Linked DNA regions of Mus musculus: region 2 is linked to region 1. A link is a contact called in public capture Hi-C data. All regions are on one chromosome and are shown on one strand. The core of a region is the stretch at or near the end of the contact, and the rest is flanking DNA. Distances in the headings are between cores, read along the strand shown. Region 1 has its middle 75 kb from the start of Gm40658. Region 2 has its middle 3.9 kb from the start of Gm40661.

What was found. Capture Hi-C pulls out chosen DNA fragments and counts their contacts.
Region 2: a capture Hi-C map of embryonic stem cells shows a contact between it and region 1, with 5 times the contacts expected there. The contact joins two enhancer-like sites. A contact is called at or near these places in 1 of 115 datasets of contacts at active chromatin or transcription factors (embryonic stem cells) and 1 of 9 other capture datasets (embryonic stem cells).

Annotation. Positions count from the first base shown.
Region 1 is chr13:4,798,268-4,803,311 of GRCm38.p6, reverse strand. No RefSeq gene overlaps it. Among named protein-coding and RNA genes, the nearest start is that of Gm40658, 75 kb to the right of the region's middle. Within about 2 kb of position 2,456, at least 7 of the 459 cell types and tissues checked have an H3K27ac peak or open chromatin away from gene starts, as enhancers often do. A contact at or near this core is called in embryonic stem cells, where this site is marked.
Region 2 is chr13:5,546,987-5,552,030 of GRCm38.p6, reverse strand. No RefSeq gene overlaps it. Among named protein-coding and RNA genes, the nearest start is that of Gm40661, 3.9 kb to the left of the region's middle. Within about 2 kb of position 2,635, at least 39 of the 459 cell types and tissues checked have an H3K27ac peak or open chromatin away from gene starts, as enhancers often do. A contact at or near this core is called in embryonic stem cells, where this site is marked.

The DNA.
Region 1 (5,044 bases), core at 1,207-3,706:
GGGATGATCACCAAGAACAGCAGCCGTAGTGGAGTGGATCGACCTGATCTTAGAGTGCTACAGAGGGCAGAGCTGAAGAGGAGGAGTCCAAAAGATCAAGTGGAATCCCAGACACTGAAACAAGAAGCTGTAACATTGAAATTGCCTTGGAGACTCAAAGATGTTAAAGATGCCAGAGCCATGAGATACATGCTGAGGAAAGCTGCTAACAGGAAGTGGAACTAGCCCAGGAGAAAGCAGTTTGTTGCAGTCAACAAAGATGAAAAAGGAATGGAGATCTGAAGACTGCTTTGACATCAGCCATGGAGATGCAGAGTTTGGAGTTTGCCCAGCTGGTTTCCTGCCTTGCTATGGAGACTACAGTTAATTAGTTGGATGAATCTCAGAAGAGCCCTTGAACTTTGGACTTTTAACATTGTTGAGACTGCTATAGACTATGAGGACTTTGAAAGTTGGAATGCATTTGCATTATGCTATGTTTAATTATGGCCTCCATAGACTCATGTTTTTGAACAAGTCTATGAGGGCCAGGGAGCGGAAAGTGATGGTTTGTATAATCTTGGACCAGGGAGTGGCACCATTTGAAGGTGTGGCCTTGTTGGAATTGGAGTAACCTGGTTGGAGTAGGTGTGTCACTGTGGGTGTGTGTAATCTCCTTCAGCCTAGCCAGGCTGGTTCAGTCCATCAGCCACTGAGGCAGCAGATGGCTGTAAATTCCAGAAGCTGCTTTATAGGTGAGAGAGATAAAACGGTTTGGATTTAATAATCAGGCAAATTGGCCGCATTCAGAAACTGCATCAGGCGAGAGGAAAATGTCCCAGAAGCAGAGTGAAATTTTAGGGGTTGCCCTGCATTATTATCTCTGGGCCCTACAGCAGAAGTTCTCTGCCCTCTTTGTGTTTTTGTCTAAGGTTTTGTCTAATGTCTGGTGCACCAGTCTGTCCATGTGTTCAATTCATGTGTGTTCGTGTCTAGTCATCTGAATGACTGAATGGTCTGTGTTTCATGTTGAAAGATAAAAGATGGCTAATACTTTCTATGCTAGTATAGCAAAGCGGAGAGTGGCCACATGCTTTAGCCAGGATCAGGCACAGCAGGAGGGCCCCTGCTGGAAAAACTGTTTTTTTTAAAAAAGGGAGTCTGCAGCCTCTTGATTTTGAGACTAAATAGCTGATACATGGTTTTATCCTAAGAAAATTCTCTGCAATCGTGATTATTGCGTTTAGCTAATGACAAAGTGCTTTTTATTTTATAATTATAGCTAGAAAAATTAATATTCTCTGATTGGTCTAAGTGTAGCTGCTTCATACATACGGTTTTTTTGCTGGTAATATGCTCTGCATGTCTTCACAATCAGCTCATAAGTTATTGGTTAAGATTAAATAATCGTTACATTGGTAACAGAAGGTTAGCCTTAAATTGGCTACTAAGGAGTTTTTCAAACACATGGCATAAGCAGGCAAAAAAAAAAAACTGGACCTCCTAAGATACTTCTAGCTGAGATAATATTTAATGTGATTCTTATCCTAGAAAGTAAATTTAAAGATAAGATTTAAAACAATGTCTCTTTAATGAATCATTAAAGCGTGCACTGTCATGTATTCATAGGTATAAATTGGCAGCCAAACTTCGTAATATGATACTAATGCTTCTAATATTGATTCTAAAGATAATAACGGTTTTGAAATTGGGTTTTGCTTTCCCAAGGTAGTAGTTATGGTCTAATATTGCAAAGGAAACTTAGTAATTCTAAAACCTGTCCTCATGGCAGGAAGAACTAAGCTCAGAGCAGCCTCAGCGAGGTTTGTGTGACTTTCTTTTATCTTGCAAACTGTGCCTAAAGAAGTTCTCCTTGCCTCTCTTTGCCTCCAGGGGAATTTTCTTTTAGCTAAAAGAGCATCTTTGCAGATCTAGCCAGATGCTGTTTTAATAAAGTTCAAATTTAAAGTTTATATAGGGTCAATCAGACTGTAGAATTTATAAAGGCATTGCAATCTGGCTTGCCTACTTTTTATATAGTTATTATAGAACTAAAAGTTTGTTTTTTCCTTTGCACCTTAATAATTGTAAAGGGTTTGCTTCTAGTGAGTTTGTAATTACTGGAAAATTTTGCCTCTAGGTAGGTCTACATTATGTAAGAAATTTTTATCATTTCTGCTTCTACACAAGAAGCCAAGAGTTTGAATCTTTCAGTGTATATTGCTTTCTAAGTGAAAAGTATTTTATTAGCTAATGCCTCTCAAGAGAAGTTTACTTAAAACCTTAGCTGTCATTAAGCTGACCCTAAACAGAGCTGGTTTATCCATACTGTAAACATTTATCTGGTTCCTGTTAATCCTTTTGAAGTCATTCCTTTGTTTCCTGTCACGTAACTTCTAGGTACTTTGCCTGCTGTGACTCCCTACTCCCTTAATTTTCTGAATTCTTTGGCTCCTGGCCAGCAGGCTGCGGGGCGGGGCCTTTGGGCGTGCAGCTTTCCCTGAACGTGGTGACGCGATAGACTGCCAAAAAGCGGGCAGCTTTGTAGCAAACTCAAGGGAGGGACTTGCTCGCCATTGCCCCATGAGCCTCCGCCTGTCCCCGCCGGGGTAGCCATATTTTTTCTCACTAAGACTTGGGGTGCTCCGGCACCCTCGCTTGGGTTTCCTAGCCTCAGAGAAAGGCCGAGGTGGCAGCAGCGGTGGTTGCTGAAGGCGGCGCCTGTAAAGGCACGCACCACCTCCACTTGGGAGAAGTGGGGCTCAGCAATGGGTTGAAATCCAGAGTACTTTTCAGAGTGGCTCCGCATGCCATGGTGGCAAGCAGCCGAGGTTTGGCTCAGGTGGGCTGGGAAGGAGGAGGGCAAATGGCCCCCCACCCAGGTGTCCAATGGGTGTGGGGCCCAGGACAGCAGAGCCGAGACAAGGCAGGTGGGTGGGGCTGAGGTGGCACTCACCTCAAAGCACAGTTTCAGCATCCTATTAAAACTACTGTGGTGCTAATAAAGAATTGTAAGATGTATTTGTGTATCTTGGAAAACCTATAACAAAAATTGTGTCTTAGGAACCTGACAAAGTGTTTGTTCCTTGTTCCAAACAGCAATTAATTTGGTTATTACAGAATATTAATAATTGATCTATTGCATACAATGATTTTAAATAAAATTGACAATCAATATCCCTAAGATAAGTAAAAAAATTGTTTTTATGCATGCTTCTGTATCTTCTACAAATTCATGCATTCATGCCTCTCAATTATTGTGTTTAAAAACAACCCCTCTATGGGAAATAAGTGGATGTGAATTAGATCACATGTTTAAATTCTTTTGAGCGCCCCCCTGCTTCAGCACAGATAATTAAGTTGTGTGCTGTGGATGGTGTTTTAAAATGCTGAACAATCAAACCTTAATTTGTATATTAATAGTCCATATTATATCTCAGAGCTCACAATTGCTTAAGATTGTTTGTCCTTCGGATGTTATTAATTCTCAAATATGCAATTGCTTATGCATATACAACTCATAAGAAAAAATGCTGTCCTTTTAAGAAGGCTGTTTTTGAACATTTAATAAATTGTTCTGGATTGCCTGGACATCTTAAATTAAAGCAATGCCATGCTGGATTTATATCTCAGGCAGTCTATAGGTCCTACATATGAGATAGATTGGATATATAATCTTGTTCTTTATATATTCAAAACAGTTATGGTTTAAGATAATATTTTAATATTCTTAGAAATTTTGCATATCAACATATAAAAAATTCTTTGCTATTAGTGTCCTCAGTTACTACTTGTTTCCACATAATGTTAATTCTTGAGGACTTATACTTAATACATTGTTGCAAATAAATGCTCCTATTTCTGAGTTAATAACTAGATAAATTATACACGTGTAACTATTAATAATTTTTCAAGCTTTCTAGTTATAACCGCTCTTTAAGAGAAACAATTGAAAGTGCAATTAGTCACTGCCCATGTTACATTAAAACTGACTATAACAGTCAAGTATTTGAGATGTTTTGTCAACATATTATTAATTGGCAAGGACAAGGTTTTGGGGAACTTTAAAAGACAAAGAAGGGGGAAAATATATCCCCGTGCATATTATTTAGTTAATTTCCATGCACATTATTTAAATCATACTTTTATTTTAGAATTTTGAAATTTAGATGTCAAAGAACTTAATAAATGCCTTATAGTATCTTAAAAGGATCTACTTATTGGCATATGGCTTGATCCTGAACAGCTACCTTATTAGGAAAGGGAAAAACATAGGTTCTCTCCACAGAATGCTGCAGAAGCATGATGGCTAATTCATGTGACAAGCTGGCAGGTGAGTTGGTTCAGTGCCCTGACTGAAGTGACAAGTAAGCTAAATTGGGTGCATGTTTTTGACCCATCCTTGCTTGCCATTTTTTCCAGTTTGGACAAGAGAGGCTGCCTTGCTTCAAGCCTTTTAACCTTATGGTAAATAGAATGTCAGAGACTATGTATTCTGACTTAGAAAGATTAGTCATATAATAGAATCATAATGATTCTTCTCTTTTCTTCAATGTGACCAGTTATTCTAACTCAATCTTAGACTGGTCAAGTAATAATTACAATATTAGAGATTCCTATTGAAGATAGCTAAAATCTTAATTACCTAGCAAGTTAATTTGGAGCTCAGCCTCCACTTCCAGAGAATCTCTGGCCTTTCTGCTAATTCTCAAAGCCAGCTTCCCCACACTGGGAGGCCAGTGCCTGAGCTTGGTCATTGCTAATTTGCAATTGAATGGAGTTCCTGGACTTCTTCAAAGAAGCTTTTATACAGTTGCTTTTTCACTGTCCCAGCTTTGTTTCTCAAGCAGGTCAGCCACTGTTCAGCCTGACTGCAGCAGGAGTAAAAGCTTGCCTCCAACAGCACAGGTGGTAGTTATTATTCTCCATCAAGAAGCATTCTAAGTACATACTGTGGCTTTGGTCTGATTTGGGAGTATGGTGTGCTATGAGGGCCAGTCAGTCAATAATGGGCAACCAGAACACTGAATCATACCAATCTAAGATGGGTACATGCCACGAGGCC
Region 2 (5,044 bases), core at 1,386-3,885, 750 kb before region 1:
GAAGTAAGAGGATCGAAGGTTCAAGGTCACCTTGGGCTCTGCGGAGGATATTGTCCCAAATAAATTTATAACCAGCCAAGCAAGCAATTAGGTAAACCTTCATGTGTACACACATATGTAATTTAAAGAAATAAATTTGTGTGTGCATGCATATATAAATATATGTGTATGATGTTTATGTATACATTATATACCTTTATTTGGAAAAATGTATTTGTTGGGAATAACGTTTTCTAAATGAAGGAACTACCTCTCTATTAAAAAGTGATAGTTGTGTACAAACATATGAGATATGAACGCTTTAATGAAGTCTCAGGAACTTATGGAAGTCATATTACATATTCATATCTATATCTTTCTAGTTTGAAATTTGGTTAATAATTAACTCTTTGTCTCTCACAGAAATTTAACACCATAGAAGGAAGTAAAAAGAGATCTGGCCTGGTCTGAATTCATTCTTCCTTGCTTAATTCTAGGTGTGGGGTGTGAAGGAAGCCCTGAGTGTGTGCAGTCCTCAGTGCATGTATATCCTTGACATCGGCATAGTATGTCACGGATCCCAAAGCCTCAGTGTGGAGGGGAACGGGCAGACTTCCCTTGTTGCCAAGGACCAGCCTCAGCATGGAGGAGGTTCTGAGAGAAGGGGCGTGTCTTAGTCAGGGTTTGTATTCTTGTACAAAACATCATGACCAAGAGGCAATTTGGGGAGGAAAGGGTTTATTCAGCTTACACTTTCACACTGCTGTTCATCACCAAAGGAGGTCAGGTCTGGGACTCACAGGGCAGGAATTTGGAGGCAGGAGCTGATACAGAGGCCACAGAGGGGTGCTGCTTGCTTCCCCTGGCTTGTTCAGCCTGCTTTTTTATAGAAACCAGGACTACCTGCCCAGGGATGGCCCCACCCATAATGGGCTTTCCCACCTTGATCACTAATTGAGAAAATGCCTTACAGCTGAATCTCAAGGAGGCATTTACTCAAGGGAGGCTCTTTTCTCTGTGATAACTCCAGCTTGTGTCAAATTGGCAAACAAAACCATCCAGTAAGTACAGGGTATCTGGGAGCAGCGAAAAGAAGGACTCAAAGTCTCAAAGTCAATTGGTGGTTCCAAGCTGACCACTGGTCTTCTGTTTGATACAACTTTTCCAGTCTGCTTTCTACGTTCTGCTTTCTCTCTGGAGATTTCTCTGTCTATATTCTGCTTGCTTGCTATTCTAAGAGATCTCTCTGTCCATGTCCTGCTTCCTTGTGTGTGTGTGTGTGTGTGTGTGTGTGTGTGTGTGTGTGCGCGTGCGCACCTGTCTCTTTGTCAGTTCTCCAAGCAGTTTTCTGTTTTTTTTCCTAAAAAGTTCTCTGAATAGCTCACCTCCTGCAGAACACAGGTCTTGTCTTTTATTTTACATTATCAACCCAGTCATTTACTCCAGGTTTACTTTAGATTATTCTATGAATCAGCATCTGGATTCAGAAGTGAAAGCAAGCAAACATTTTTTTTTTCCAAAGGCTGCAAAAGAATTCAAAGATCAGTCTTCCTTTGTTAAACACAAAGGATTAAGTAGTTGGGTGGGTCTCTTCCCTGAAATTACCATTTCTACCACACCTGGGCCTCACCTTTATGTGTCCCAGGCTGACCTTGAATTCAATCTGCCTGCCTTTGTATCTTTCTGACAAGCTGGCTCCTAGTGCAGCTGCCTTTGTTCCTTTAGATTCATGAAGCCCCTCATAATTCATATTGCATTCTTATATTTTGCATAGTTGAGAAATTATATATTTTCAAACTCCGGTATCTAGAGCTCTTTCCCATAGCCTTAAGGGTTGTCTTGAAGGTCCCAGACTTCACCATTTTGCTGAGACTTTAGCCACACCTTCACCTCCTGGTCTCCTGTTGGCTGATCATCAAGGAGTCATTAAAATTAACACAGAGGACATTTCTTGGAGGAATGTGAAATATGTAAATTATTACACAAACAAGCCTTATGCCCACAGTGCCCATCTAGATTCCAGGAGGCTTATACCGGGGCGCTGTCCTGGGGCAGGAACGATGTCACCATGTCACTTTGTCCCCACCAGGGCCATGCTGGACTCTGCACCTTGTGGTCCATGTGTGTATGCTAATACTGTGCGGAAAATGTCCACCATAGCTTTAGTCCTGCGAATATTTTCAGCCTGAAGACCGCTCCTCTACAGAGATCGCTACTACTGAGCTTAGGTAAACCTCTCTCCTCATGTCAGCTGGACACCATCAACTCTGCCTCATTACTTTTCTGTACAGAAATAAATCTATCACCTTGATCAGTTGTATGCAGTCAACTGGTTGTCTTACTGTTCTACTTTACACATGCTGTGCTTGTGGGGTATGGGGGTTTCTCAGAGAGCCTGCTCTATAGGATCCCAGCTTTCTGTTCAAACACCTGTCTTCTCTCATTTCTTCATTACCACAATCAGGTTCGTACTTGGAGTCATACACAGAAGCAGCACTTGGTCTTTGAATTTCAACAATCATAGTGTAGTGCTTGTCTCAACTAGAATATTATAAACAGAGCTCAGAAGTCAATGGTTATAGCACCCTGAACACATCTGGCCTGAAAGTTATGCAGTATTTGGCCTGGTTAGTTCCTGGGAGGTGTTTCGTTTTACCTTGAGGTCCTAAGCCCTGACTCATAGAACTGGAAAGTTTACAAGCCGATCATAAGTGCTTAATGTGTGTCTGCGTGAGCGAAAGTCTCTTCCTGTAAAATCATTTACCAAGGTCTATAAACTGGTTTCTGTGACAGTCAAGTTTCATTTTAATTACTCCCATGCTTGTTTATGCTTTGATGATATTGTTGATTTCTTAATCCACTGGGTCAGAATTTTGCATAATTTGTAATTCGCACTTCATTTCATATTTGTATGTTCTTCCTCCTAATTAAAAGAATGAACATTGAAGAAAAATACCTGGAGGTAATAATAAGAAAACATCCATGGAAACAAGGAACTTAAATGAGACTGTTTGAGGCACTAGAACAAGCAGGAAGTAAAGAATGTTAGTAATTAGCTGAGTGATAAAGTCTCTCATTGCTGCTTTGCCCATTGTCCTTTGCTACACAGGAGGAACTGCTGATAATTGGTAAGCAGCCTTTGTAGACTGCAGAGTACCTAGTTTGCATATAGTTATATACTAATACTCCAATGGGGTCTAAAAAGAACCCAAAGCTCAGATTGGGTTATTTTGACAACATAAACTTCTTACAGTTCTAGATGCTGGAAGTACCACATTATCTATGAGCAAGGACCCTTTTTGGATATGCCCATTGCAATCTTTTCCTTCTATTCTTACCTGATCATCCCTCTATGTACAACTTTTTCCTAACATCCTTTTAATAAAGGCACTAGGTGTATTGGCTTAGGGTCCCACTCTAATGCCTTTTTAAAAATCTTCATTAGCTCTCTGGGTCCACATTAAGTCATGCTCTGATATACTAAGAATTAAATCTTCAACCTAGAACTACACAAGAATACTAGCCAGACCAGAGCAGTCTATTATTACATTGTATATAATTTATATTATAAAGTACTAAGATACATAATATTATCCCCATTTTACTGACATGTAAATTCCGAGTTATAAATTGATAGCTTAGGGGCATAGAATTCAGTGAAATGAAATCAGTCATAAGTGGTGTCATCGTCATCTTCCTAAGTTTTACCTGATCCATCATCTCCCTTATATCAGAGAAAAATAATGTGTGCTTAATATCTTCTTATGCAGAACAATGATAAATATAAACTTAAATTTTATTGGTGTGTGTGTGTGTGTGTGTGTGTGTGTGAGAGAGAGAGAGAGAGAGAGAGAGAGAGAGAGAGAGAGAGAGAGAGAGAACACACGCGTAGGGATCAAGGGACGGTTTTTAAAAGTCAATCATATCCTTGCATGTTGGGTCCTGAGGGTTGAACTGAGATCATCAGCATTGGCTTCTGGCGTCTTTAATTGCTGAGCTATTCCTGGAAAACAGCCTTGCCTTTAAGATGTAAGGTGTTTGCACTTTCAATTCTATTAGGAACGTTTTTTTGTTATGCTAAAGTCATAAAAATTAATAATCAGAACACTTGTAAAAGAATAGCACATATAAAACATTAAGGTGGAAAAATTTAGATTTTCAGAGTGTTACTTAATTTATCTTCAATTCTTTCTATGAAAATCTCATTTTCATTTTTTTTTGATATATCACTTACTAGAAAATAGTTTAAAGTACAATGCTGTGGATCAAGATTATAAGTTTTCATATTCAAATTTATATCTGAACCGATGATTAGACTGCAAGAAGTCTTGTAAAAGGTTAGCCATGTGGGCTTGAGTTTGTTATAATGTATTGGGAGTCAAATAGGTGGATCTCTTGAGGCTTTCTGGATAGCCAGTGTGGCTCTAATTAGCAAACTCTAGCTCAATGGATAAACCCCCAAAAGAAACAACAACAACAACAACAAAAACCCAGGGTGGATAGCACTTATGTAATGACACCCAAGGTTGAACCCCCAGCCTCTAGACATACAGATTCACACATCTACACATCTGTGAGTATATATATATATACATATATATATATATAAAAGCACACCCAAACACAGAAGCACTGAAGCTATATTTTAACAGAAAGCGTTCTGAGGAAGGCTAGGTGTGGAAACATGATAAAGTTCAGGTATCTTTACTGACAAGGGACCAGGGTTTTATAGCCACTAGTGCCATTTGTCATTAACATTCAGAAGAGAAACCTGCAAGAGAATGGCAGCTGACAAATAGCAGATGTCTTCCGTGTGATTGATTCTGATACCTAGTGTTAAAATATCCTCATGGAAATTCACAGCATTTTAGGCAGGGGGCCAAGTGATAAGCATTAGAGCTTTGAAGGAAGATAGTAGAAATGAGGTTGGCTTTGTTTGAACTGCATATTCTTGCCAGGCAGAAAGGGCTCTCCTGTGTCTGTTTGAGTAAATTTTATGAGCAGGGCCTGTGTTGGAAGATTTTGTTCTGGGTGTGTTAAGGGTGTAGTTGAGGTAGGCAGAGCT